2 separate regions of the Rattus norvegicus genome follow, and region 2 is linked to region 1. Evidence: chromatin contacts called from public Hi-C data. All regions are on one chromosome and are shown on one strand. Each heading gives the region's core, a stretch centred on a gene start, on an enhancer-like site or on the middle of the called end of the contact. The rest is flanking DNA. Distances are from core to core; before and after follow the strand shown. Region 1 overlaps LOC134482737 (a long non-coding RNA gene). Region 2 holds the start of Gata3 (GATA binding protein 3).

The links. A called contact is a pair of places that touch in the nucleus more often than the background predicts.
Region 2: a contact with region 1 is called in a Hi-C map of mammary epithelial cells, with 2.8 times the contacts expected there. The contact joins the promoter of Gata3 here to the enhancer-like site in region 1. A contact is called at or near these places in 3 of 12 Hi-C or Micro-C datasets (Schwann cells, mammary epithelial cells and psoas muscle).

The regions. Positions count from the first base shown.
Region 1 is chr17:73,134,767-73,141,107 of GRCr8, forward strand. It overlaps LOC134482737 (a long non-coding RNA gene), which reads right to left. Exons shown (of 2, transcript XR_010059236.1): 2 at 2,866-3,711. Among named protein-coding and RNA genes, the nearest start is that of Sfmbt2, 110 kb to the left of the region's middle. Within about 2 kb of position 3,710, at least 39 of the 93 cell types and tissues checked have an H3K27ac peak or open chromatin away from gene starts, as enhancers often do. A contact at or near this core is called in Schwann cells, where this site is marked.
Region 2 is chr17:73,550,658-73,556,998 of GRCr8, forward strand. Gata3 (GATA binding protein 3) reads left to right here and starts at 2,891. Exons shown (of 6, transcript NM_133293.2): 1 at 2,891-3,108; 2 at 3,520-4,170. The coding sequence starts at 3,930. It overlaps LOC120097843 (a long non-coding RNA gene), which reads right to left and starts at 255. Exons shown (of 3, transcript XR_010058975.1): 1 at 1-255.

The sequences.
Region 1 (6,341 bases), core at 2,460-4,959:
TCTCTGTCCTAGCGTTCCTCAAAGCTCTCCACAAGGGGGCGCCGGAGTTCTCAGAAGGGCTAAAAAAAGTGGAGCAGGCGAGACGTTCTTTATTTCTAACCAAACCAGAAAAATTCGCTTTATCATAAAAATACAAGAGTGTCTGCTACAGATATGTCCATTAAAATTCCATTTTAACCCACTTGTGTATACTGCTCTCGTATTGGGAATATATATTAAATACTAAGTTTTACACGTTTACCAAACCCCTTCTCTTCAGTGCCAACTTTCTTTTAAAAAACATTTATTTCGATTATCTCTAATTGTGTGTGCGAGTGTGTGTGTGAATATGTGTGCATGAGTACAGGTACCATTGGAAGCTCTGGTCCCTGATCCCCACAGATGTGGAGTTACAGGCAGCTGTGAGCCAAATATGGTTGCTGGGAAATGAAACTGAGGTCCTCTGAGCCATTCCTCCATGCCCCAATGGCAGCCTTCCTTCTGTCTTTCCCATGAAGAGCTGCCTTCTGTCAGTGAGTGTTCTCTTCAGGGTGTTCAGTCCTTCAGTCTCTCTTGCTTGCTTCTACTGCAATCTTCCAAGGCTCACCCCACCCCCTCATGCCTTTTTTCCCTGCCCATGCTACTTGACAATATTCTTTCCCTTCTCTGAACTTGCACTCTTTAGATTACTGACTGAGCCATTCAGAAGTTTTCTTCTATTACACGCTTAATTGTGTGTGTGTGTGTGTGTGTGTGTGTGTGTGTGTGTGTGTGTGTGTAGATAATAAGACCCGGGCACCTCTCCCAGTATCTTGCACAGACTGGCCATTCAATACACGGTTCTTGATTAGATTACACATTCATGACATCACTGTAGAGTTTATCCCCTGGGGGTCACATACCAATATGGAGGAAAGACGCAAGCCTAGGTCCCATCATAAACTTGCTGCATCTCATTCGGATGTTCAGGAAAATAAATGTCAGATTTGGCCCATCTGTCTGTTCTTTGTACAACTGTGGCTTCAGACCCCTGGGGATAGAACTGGTTCATTTGCTAACCACTACGTCTGGAAACACCGTGGGTGAGAAGGGATGTCTCTGGGAAGGTCACGGTGAGGATGAGTGGACTAGGGTTGGATGGTGCTCATTTTTCCTTTGTGTGGGAGCCATGCAGAGGGTGGGCGGGCAGAGGAAATGGCTATTTCAGGTTGCTCCACCATTCGGGTGGGTGTGGGGATAAAGGCCGGTCCCTGCTGGTTGTGGTTATGAACGTGAATGAGGGTGAATCTCTGCAGTCCTTCCAACAAACACCCCAGCATTGCCTCCTGTAATATTCCAGCACGGGCAAATAGTCATGGACTTACTGAGGCTGTTTTCTCCACGGACCGAGGGCTGCGGCTCCTCCTGGATCCAAACAGCTCCATGTGAACAGAGTGTGTCTGTTCTCCTATGTACTTGTCTCGGGACCCTGCTCCTGCCTGGCTCCAGGATTTCCCTTTGCAGAAGGAATTGTAGAAGCCCCCTCTCCCCAACTCAAAGGGGCTGAAGGACTTCTCCCAGTCAGGACAGCAGAAAGGACCATGGGATATGTTCCGTATCCCTGGGCTCCTGGAGGAAAACAGAGAAGGGTTGGTTGGTGGCCAAGACAACTTGGAAAACCCCCTGAACTGTAGGGAAGTGGAGAAAGCCCAACACTTACACAAGAAGTGAAAATCGGAGTTCAGTTCTTTGGGGTTTACTGTGCCACCTGCTGCTGTCATGGCAACTTCCCTTGCTCAAAATGTGCTTATTTTGTGCTACACTTTCCTTGTATTTCCTAAAGCATATTGTTATCAATGACGTATATCTATCCTGGGTGTATGCCAATGAGGAGAGATGCCAGTGTTTGCTGCTACGGATTTGCTCCTGGATAGTACATGCATAGACAGCAGCATTCTTCCTCCTTACACCCTCCTCCCTTCATCCTTACACCCTCCTCCCTCCCTCCTTAAACCCTCCTCCCTTCCTCCTACTCCCTCCTCCCTTCCTCCTTATACCCTCCTCCCTTCCTCCTTATACCCTCCTCCCTTCATCCTTACTCCCTCCTCCCTTCCTCCTTACTCCCTCCTCCCTTCCTCCTTACACCTTCCTCCCTTCCTCCTTACACCCTCCTCCCTTCCTCCTTACTCCCTCCTCCCTTCCTCCTTACTCCCTCCTCCCTTCCTCCTTACTCCCTCCTCCCTTCCTCCTTACTCCCTCCTCCCTTCCTCCTTACTCCCTCCTCCCTTCCTCATTCACTCCTCCCTCCCTTCATCCTTACTCCCTCCTCCCTTCATCCTTATTCCCTCCTCCCTTCATCCTTACTCATTCCTCCCTTCATCCTTACTCCCTCCTCCCTTCCTCCTTACTCCCTCCTCCCTTCCTCATTCACTCCTCCCTCCCTCCTTACTCCCTCCTCCCTTCCTCCTTACTCCCTCCTCCCTCCCTCCTTACTCCCTCCTCCCTCCCTCCTTATTCCCTCTTCCCTTCCTCCTTACTCCCTCCTCCCTTCATCCTTACTCTTCCCTTCTTCCCTCCTTTCCTTTTGTGCTGCTTGCATGGTCATTAGTTGGTAAGTATCAGCTGCAAGAATCCAGTGGTCAGAACCCTGTACTCCAGCTCCACAGGCCACTTCACTCCCTATTTTGTTTTCTTTTGCACATTTAACTGTCCGAGTGTTTATCCATGTGTTTATTTATGTATTTAGGGGATGGGACACATGTGGGGGCCAAAAGGACATCTTGTGAGCGTCATTTCTCTCCTTCTACCCTGAGGTCACTTCATTGATCTTCTACCATCCTGGGCATAGGATGCAGGCTTTCAGGCTTAGTGGCAAAGATGGTTATGTGACAAAATAAGTCGCTGTGCTTTTGTTCATGTTGGAAAGATTTTATTTCAATTAAGCGTACATGTGTATGTATGTACACACGAGGGCAGGGGCCTATGGAGGCCAATAGAAGGTGTCAGATGCCCTGGGATTAGAGCCATGGGCATTTGTGAGCCTCTAGACATTAAGTGCAGGGAACCAAGCTCATATCCTCTGGAAGGACCAAATGCCCTGGTAACTACTGAACCAGCCCACCTCCACATTAAAAAAAATTGCGGTTGGGGATTTAGCTCAGTGGTAGAGTGCTTTCCTAGCAAGCGCCAGGCCCTGGGTTCGATCCTCAGCTCTGGGAAAAAAAAAATCATTGATGCTTAAGAAGAGGCCTTATTGAACATTTTGCACTTTAAGTTCTTTTTTAAACAGTTATTTAGCTATACATTCATTTTTGGGAGGAGCTGTGGGTGTCATGGCCCATATGTGAACATCAGGGGACAATTTAAAGGCGTTGTCTCTCTCCTCCACTATTTGGGTCTTGGGGACGGGAGCTCAGGTCAGCAGGTCAAGCCATCTCGCCAGCACGATATTTTGCACGTTCAAAGACAGATGATTTAAAGGCAGAAGCAGTCGGCACACGGGTGGTAAGAGCTCGCCCGTGCCCTGCTCAGAGAGTAAGCAGGGCTCAGCACAGGTTCCAAGAAACCAAACTCTATTTGTATAGCTAACGACAGAACTGAGGTTGCTTAGTTTCCCCTATCACGACGACATGCTCAGGTGTGTCCCTCGGGGACCTGAGAATCAGCCAGGGTGCAGAGAGTGTGAGGGAATCCCAGCATGCCTAAGGCTTGTTCTCTCTGTTCAGTCAGGTCCTGTGAGCACGGTTCCGCCAGCTGCAGAGACAGAGGTTCTGTCAGTGTGTTGCCATGGCACCAGGATATGTTTCCACAACACAGCCTTCCCACATGCTCAGAGCCAGTTTGGAAGGTTTGCGCTGCCTGACGTTCATGAGGCTGAAGTGAACAGGGGTCTTTGGGAATGGCACTCTGGTCTGTGCGTGTGAAAGTTGAACTCTGGCTTAAGCCGGACATGTACACAGTAGAGGCTCACATCTAAAAGGGGAAGAACTATGCATGTTCCGTCTCTCTAAGAGGCTTTTCTTGTTAAACGACCCCTGCACTCCGGCTGCAGGATGTGTCCGTGAGATCGGACTAGTGTAGGGGGAGCATTGGAAGGCACAGAGCAGCGAACCCATCACTGATGGCCAGGCAAGTGCTAACTTTCATGGTCCAAGATTTTAGAAAATAAATTTTCCCAACTTCCCTATCACAAAGGAATTCAGGAACTCAGCATGAATTTGAGCTGAAGATCGTTTGTGTCTTGGCCTGAGCCAGCCACCCACCATCTGGTCTTTCTTGTGCTGTTGCAAAGAGAGTCCACCCTTTACAGAGCGCTCTGCTTTGCCCAGCATTCCTGTAGGAGCCAAGAGTGCTGCTTTGCCTCCCTCAGAGCCAGAGGAAAGCCTTGGCCAGGGTGGGAAGAACCAAGAGTCACCTGCAGCTGAGGCAGAGCATTCCCAGAACGGGGCCAGGATACTGTGGGGTCCCCATGGCTGCCAATGCCATTACCCTCCCGGTGACACTATCCATTCTCAGGGTGAGAGGATGACCTCTTCTCCATGATGACTTCCTTTTATCTTCATTGATTCTATAGTCTGTTCTAGTTGCTAACATGAAACAGATAGCTAATGTTTTTTGGGATGGGTGTCTTGTGTGTGATTTGTTCTGTTTCAATATTATGCTCAAGCTGGCTCAGAAAAACTTACTGAATAGTTCAAATGGGGGCCTCCCTCCATCCTCCCCTCCCTCCCTCTTTCCCTCCCTCTCTTTCTTCCCTTCTCTCTGTCTGTTTCTTATCTCTCTGCCTCTCTCTGTCTCTCTCTGTATATCTCTCTCCCTCCCTCTCCTTCCCTCCCTCCCTCTCTGTTTCTATCTCTCTGTCTCTGCCTCTCTCTGTTTCTCTCTGTATATCTTTCTCCCTCCCTCTCCTTCCCTCCCCCCTCTCTGTTTCTATCTCTCTGTCTCTGCCTCTCTCTGTGTGTCTTTGTCTCTGTCTCTCCCTGTCCCTTCCTCCATCCTTCCCTCCCTCCCTCCCTTCCTCCCACCACATCCTGCCCCTCTCTCTGGTGAGACGAAGTCTTATGTATGCCATGATGGCCCAACTCATTGCATAACCAAGGGTGTCTCTGGGCTTCTGATCTTTCTGTCTTCACTTCCTCAGGAAGTCTTTGGGAAAGAAAGATTCCTAACAGTGAGTGTACACATGTGTGTTGTGTAAGTGCCCAGATGGTGCATGTATACATGTGTGCTCATGTGTATGGAGAGCAGGTCAACCTTGGCTATTTTAGTTACTCAGGAGCCACTGACTTTGTTTTTTGAGTTAGAGTCTCCTAACTGGAACTGGGGTTCACTGGTTTGCCTAAACTTGACAAGAAAGCATCAGGGATCCTCCTGTTTCCGCATTGCAAGCACCGAGCTTGTCTACAAGCATGTATTACCCTGCCTGCCTAAAATTTTATGTAGGTACAGGGATTAAAATCAGGACCTTCTGCTTATATCGTTAGCACTTTACCAATTGAGATGTCTTCCCAGTCCCAGAAAGATGGATTCTTAGGAAAAAAAATTCAAGCTTGGTCCTTTTTGGTGCTTTTAGAGTTCTATACAGTCTTGATCTCCAGGGGATTGTAAAACATATAAGGCAGAGCTGATAAAGGGCGAAGAGGCTTAGACATGTATTATTAAAAATGTAATTCAAAGATATTAGCAGAGAAGAGTTGACAACTTCTTGGAACCAGGTACTCTCAGATCTGTCTATCCTTTATGGGTGGTTAGAATACAAATGGCCTCCACAGGCTCACATGTTTGGAATGTTCAGTCATCAAGGAGTGGCACTACTTGAGAAGGATTAGAAGATGTGGCCTTGGAGTACAGGTGGCCTTGTTGGGGGTAGTATGTTATTGGAGGGTGGGCTTTGAGGTTTAAAAAGCCCAAGCCAGGCCAGTATCCCTTTCTCTTCCCGTTGCCGGTGGTTCTGGATGTAGAACCTTCAGATACTTTTCCAGCACCTTGTCTGCACCTGTGCTGCCATGTTCCCTGCCATGATGATAATGGGCGAAAACTCTGAAAACCCAAAGAAGTGCTTTCCTTTTAAGAGCTGCTATGGTTATGATGTCTATTCAAAGCATTAGAACACCGACTGAGACAGGAGTTGGGTGTTGGGAGCGGGGTATTGCTGTGGTGATCTTGACCATGCTGTTTGTTGGGGGAATATGGAAGATTTTGGGACTAAAAGTTGGTTGGACACTTTAGGCAGAGCTTACTGGGTCATCCTAATAAAAGCATGGAAGACAGTAATGTGGTGGGTTCTGTGGGATGTGAAGGCCTGACTCAACAGGTTTCAGAGGAGAAGAATTTTAGTCAGTGGCCTAAAGACCATTCTTATGATATTTTGACAAAGATCGTGG
Region 2 (6,341 bases), core at 1,641-4,140, 420 kb after region 1:
TCCCTCTGGCCTCAAGCCCCCTCCCCTCCCCCGCCACCCGCCAGGGGAGGAGGGAGCCCGGCCTGCATTTGCGAGCCAGGCGGGTCAGACCGGCGCCTGTCCTGGCCCAGACCCCCGGAGTCCGGTTCTCCGCCTCAGGCCACGCTCCGCAGCCTCTCCCGGACTGGATCCCTTCCCCCTTCTTCTCGGTGGGTCTCGGAGCCGACCTCGGCCTCCCTCCCCGCTATCCCCCTCCTCTCTTTTTCCCTCCCCCTACCCTGCTCTGTGTTTCTGACTCCGGGGCCGGCCCGTGACGTCAAACCCAGTGTGGCGTCGGCGAGACTGGCCGGCGCGGGCCATCAAAAGAGCAACGTCCTCTTTCCCAATTACCCACTGTCAGTCCGGGAACAGGGGCGGACCGGCTGGGAATTACACGTTAAATACCCCCTACAGGCTGGCTCCATTGCCCGGGGCATCTAGCCTCAGGCCCCCTACCCCTCTCTGCCAGACCCAAACTACCTCAGACCAGGAGGGGCCTACTAGATTTTTTATTTTTCCAAGGGAGGGGAGTGTTCTTTGCATCCGGCATAGCTCCTCTGGTGATTGAATTAAGACGAATAATCCTCTCTATTCCCACTACTAAATTTATTAGAGAGGCGCCCCTACTAGTGAAGCCTCCCTTTTCAGAAGTATTTTCTTTTCCAGTCTTTAAAACTACATTATAAGCCTCATAGACTAACACGTGCAAGTCTCGGCGTCAGTAGCTCGCTTTCTTGTCTCCAGAAGGATTTCTTTTGCCCCTTTCCTTCCTCTAGATCTCAGTGCCCGGGACCAAAGAGATATGCTTACTTGGGGTTTTTCTCGAAGCTGTGAACTAGGGTCAGGCTGACTCGTATCCTATACAACTCATGAGTGATACAGGAATAGTATTTTTTTTCTCCTTTTAAACTCTCATTCTTAATCTTAATTCCGGGCCTTTTAGCAAAAATGTGTGTGCGGTCTTCTCTGCTTGTTTATGGAATGGTTTCCGGTGAATGTTAGACAGCAACTAAATAATTAAAAGGTTTTGAGAGCGCGCGGTGAGCTGGATGAGATGCTGGCAGCTTGATTGGCCCAGGAGAGATGAGTTGGTCAAAGAGTGAAAGTAAAAGAATCGATATTCTAAGACTAGGTCGTCCTCGTAAACGTGAGACCAAGGGGTGCAGGATAAACTCGGGAGGGAGACTTATATAAAAAGAGGTATCTTCATAGTTTGTATTTAGAAATTCAGCCTTGATTTCAGACAAAGATCAGATGTAAAAGATGAGATATCAGGAGAAGTTCCAAACGCAAGCCCGCAGGGCACATTTCCAAGTAAATTTTGTCTTCTTCGAGGGTTGTACTGTAAAAAGAACGCACCTCCCCCTTCACCGCGTTCCACTGGCTTCAAGGTAGACACTGATGCCTTTTCTCCACAGCAGAATAGGAGTTATTTGGAACTTTTAAGAAAGGGCTTGTCGGGAATCGAAGTTTTGAATCGGTGGGAGATATTTTGGGGTAAAGAAACAAAGAGGGAATGATGCCTTCAATTCCAGTAACTCTCCAAGTGACGCTCTCTGCCTTGAAGGGTGCAATGGGAACACCTTCTCTTACACTGCCCTGGGGTGCACCCGAAGTCTCTTTCGGACCTTGGTCATCCGGGCTGTGTTTTCTGGACCCAGGCTGCAGAAACCTCAACGCCACTAGGGGATGCAGTGACTCAAAGGACGGAACAGGGCCGCAGAGGTTGGAGCCCGTGGGGCGGGGCGATTGCGGCCCGGCCGTGGTATCTCCCGATGATTGGTCCTTACAATGGTCCCGCCTTCGTCCGCTCCGCCCCCTCCACTGGGCGTCTTCCAGTCTCTCCCCTGGTGTCAGCTTGCTGCCCACCTACCAGACTCGGGCCCAGAGACCCACTCTGTCCAGGGAAGTTGCCGTTGGATTCCACCCCGGAGGTCAGGGTTGGGGACTATGGAGGGAACCGTTTTCCTCGGGTGAAAGCAGAATTAAGTAGGACCCCGAGCTGGGCGAAGGAAAAAGTTAGGCCACCCCAGCAAAGATCAAGTTAGTTGTACACGGTACTTCGGGGACCAGTGAGCTCAGGTCTCGCCAACCCAGCTTTCTGTGCATCACGTTATCACTAAGTCCAAAGCACACATTGATTATATCATTAGGTCTGGAAGGACAGCTGCAACAGCGGACGCTGTTCGTGCCGGAGAGGTTTGGGAGAGCAAGCCGAGATCATAACAAATAACGCGGGCGTCCGAATCAAAGCCCAGGTCCTTTGAGCGATTCAGCCTCCTCCCTGGAGACTGGTTCGGGAGGCAAATCTTCAGTTACTTCGCCGTGAAACTTTTCTGATCAGTTTTTACAAGCGTACAGCCCCTAAGCTGATATAAACTAAAAAGGTGTTCTACCTTGAATCCTAATTTAAAAGTTTGCTCATTTTTTTTTAAACTGTCGAAAAGAAAAGTCTGCTCATGGAAATTAGCTTTATGAATGGGGCGGCCGGGTTTCACTCGTACGGAATAATCTACTGAGCCCGAATGAACCGGCTTTGCTACATTTAAAGGGCCAGAGAGCGAATTCCCTCCTGCCTGTCCCCTCTGCCCCAAGCCCCGGCCGGCCTCGCCCACCCTGCCCGCGGCCCCTCTGCCCTAGGCGGCCCTTGGCGGCGCCCCTTTCCGGTCAGTAGAGGGGCGGGAGGAGGGGTAGCGGTGTGCGGGGTGGGGGGGGGGATGGGATGGGGGTGGAAGTGAAGTCCTGGAGCGGGTTTGGGTTGCAGTTTCCTTGTGCTGGGGATCGTGTCCCCTCCTGCCAGCGCCAGGCTCCTCCCCCTCGGCGCGGATGACACTAGAACCTCCTTAAGTTGCGTCGCGCCACAGCTGTCTGCGAACACTGAGCTGCCTGGCGCCGTCTTGATAGTTTCAGAAAGAATGCATTCCCTGTAAAAAAAAAAAAATACTGAGAGAGGGAGAGGAAACCAGAGAGAGAGAGAGAGAGAGAGACTGAGAGAGAGAGACTGAGAGAGAGAGAGACATAGAGAGCTACGCAATCTGACCGGGCAGGTCACACGTCTCCTCCTCCTCCTCTCCGCTCCTTGCTACCCAGGTTGGTATTGTGACTTTTTTTTTTTAAAGTTTGATATCACTCCCTCCTCTTGGGGCTGGTTTTTGTTCCTTTGAGATTTTGAGTTTATTTTTTATTTTTATTTTTGTAACTAAAAGCTCAGTTGTCTCCCTTTGGAGGACTTGTAGTGGTTGGAAAGATCCCGGGGCCGGTGTCCTCCAGAGAGGACTTGTCCCCAAGTTTTAATTGCTTAGTCAGTCCCGGGCTCCTGCGAGCCTGGCTGTTGGAGGTGTGCTGGGGAGCTTGGCTTCCTTTCCCTCTGGGTCTTCGCGTGCGTGTGCACGTCCCGGGTGAGTCGGCCCTGCGGAAAGCTCGAGAAGACCTAGTGCCCTCCAGAATCAGGTGTTAAAAGTACTTACAGCTCATCCAAGTCTCTCTTTCTCTCCCTTGCAGGTGATCAGAGGAGCAACCGTCTCTGAGCGCCAAGGAACCAGTGTGCACTGTGGCCACACTTGGATTCGTCTCTCTTTCTCGCTCCTTTTTTTTTTTTTTTTTTTTTGCCCCTTTATTCCTCCGTGTTTGCTTTTTTTTTTTTTGGAGGGGGTCTCCCTCTTTCTTCATTCTTTCCCTTTTCTTTCTTTCTTTCCTTCTTTTGCTAAGCTATCCCGCAAAGAATTTTCTTTCCTCCCTAAACCCTCTCCTTTGCTCACCTTTTCTATCCACTTCACTACAAACAAACCTTTAAGCGACTCCCTCTCCTGGGCCTCCGACGGCAGGACTCCGCGGACCTCCCAGGCCGACAGCCCTCCCTCTACCCGCGAGGGTTCCGGGCCCGGCGAGAGGGCGCGAGCACAGCCCGGGACATGGAGGTGACTACGGACCAGCCGCGCTGGGTGAGCCACCATCACCCGGCGGTCCTCAACGGGCAGCACCCAGACACGCACCACCCGGGCCTCGGCCATTCGTACATGGACCCGGCACAGTACCCCCTGACGGAAGAGGTGGACGTACTTTTTAACATCGATGGTCAAGGCAACCACGTCCCGTCCTACTACGGAAACTCGGTCAGGGCTACGGTGCAGAGGTATCCTCCGACCCACCACGGTGAGTCCACCTTGGTGCTGGAACCCTCTGGATCCGCGCCTGTTTTTCTGGGTCCAAGAGACCATGGCTGGGCAGAGCAAGTCAAAGCACATAAGTGTGTTACTAGTTCATTTAAAAAAAAAAAAACAAAACCAAAAAACCGGGGGCCCGGAAATGGGCGAGGAAGCAGTGTAGCTCGTTGGGAGAGTGTGTTTTTTATAAAAGAGTGCAGCAGGCACCTCTCTGGGCCGGTGTCTTTCAGACCAGGCACTCACCTGGCAAGCGCCAGGTCCACTGCGGCTGTAGATTTTTTGCAGCCGGGGAGAAATCTCAAGCTGTGCCTGCAGGCGCCGAGCCTTTCAGGCGGGGCGGCAGTGAGGGCTAGGCCGGCCTGGAACTGGGCTCCTCCGAAGAGCTTCCAGCTTCTAGTTATCTGGTGGAAGGGGTCTTCCGTCAGAGCCTTGCAATTTGTTTCTCCTTTTGTATTTTCAGAAAAGGCCCAAACACGTGTATTTATTTCTGTTTTCTTTTGCTCCCCACTCTCAGAAGCTAGTGCGTTTGACTTTTAGGCAAGTTTCCTACCTACCGGTATCTTGAGGAAGAGAATCTGGTGGTTGACACCACACAGGGGGAGGAAGCCTTAAACTGAAGAGAAGTCAGGTGTGATTAGACTCCCGGCTACACAGAATTTTCCTTTTAGCTTTTAGCTTAATTGCCAGCAATCCTGGCCGCATTTTCTCCTCCGGCCTACTGTAGTTCCTACATATGCCTCAAAGATTTAGGATACATCAAAGTTTCTTTTTAAGTAGGAGTGTTTCCAGTTGCCTACTCCCCCTAACCATTCATCTTGAGAAATTTAGGGGAGTTCTGAGGTGTTTAAAAAGGAGAAAAAGAAAGAAAGAAATCCATCCTTGTGTGATTGAGACAGGGGACTCTAACACTTCCCAGCTGTAAGTTTATGCGCTTAAACGAGCAAAAAACAAAACAAAACATTTTTTTTTGAAGGGAAGGTGGGAGGTTTTCTTAACTAGCTGGAGGTCTGCTCAGGTCTCTCTACGCACAGAGCTAGCCTTGGCGCCTGTGAACTAGCCCCTCTGGTCAGCAGGCATCCTCTACCCTAGAGCCGCCAAGTTTTAAACAGTCATTTCTGCGGATGGGGCTCTCTTTGCTCGGGTTGTGTGCAGATTAGCAGTTAAGTGGAAATGAGGTAGATCAGACCTAATGTTATTTACTATACAACTTCCTGCATAAAAAAAAAAAGAGAGAGAGAGAACCTTAACCCTTGGTGTTCAAGAGAATTCTCCATCTCTCTTGACTGCCCTCCCCTTCCTCTCACTTAAGATTTTAGTTTCAGTATTGTTCTTAATGGTTGACTAGAGTGTCAAATGGTGAGGCGGGTACTGGATTGAAAGATCAATAAGGGTGTAGCTATGGGCTCGGAGTTTAAAGTTTACCTTATCAGAGAGCATGGGCTTGAATAACTCATGACCGCCTTAGCACTGTGTATTTTAAGTGAAGGCTAAACATGCTTGTATATGAGTCACCCTTCAATTGAAATAAACACATAAACTGGAATTTTGTGTCTCAGGTGAAAAATTCACAGAATGCCCCAGTGAACAGGAAAATCTCGAGGGCCTAGGGGCTTCTTGGTTGGGTGAAGAAAGAGAAGAGGGGTGGGGAGGGAATCCCAGAATTTAGGTATGGATACATTTCAAGGGTTTTGGGCAGTGAAACTTTCCTTGTAAATATCCAGTTAGGCCTTCTGGAAGCAGCTTTGTCAATTCTAAGCAAGTGTTGAAGTTTTCCACCACCAACTCTCAAAAGCACCCCACCTTCCCTTGCCTTAGGTGTTGGGAGCTGGGCCTCTCCCTAGGGTTGAGGAGTGGTGTGGTCCTGTTTCCCCCGTGAAGGCCCCATCATTCACCCTGACTTTCTTATCAGCCTGCTTGGGATTAAGTCTGCAGTGGGAGAATAGGGGCCATGGAAAGGAACCAATAAATCAAGGCAGGTTCTAGAGAGAGACCCCAGGGAATCTGTTTTAGATTGGTCATTTGGAAAGGACAAATAAGCCAAGGGACCTTTCTTAATGTCCTTGCAACTCCTCTGGAGTATTAGGACCCGGCCTTTCGTTTTAGAGTTGATTGGGTGTGTACAGGGTCTGCTTCTATCTTGAGGCCTGTGGGCCTGCTACT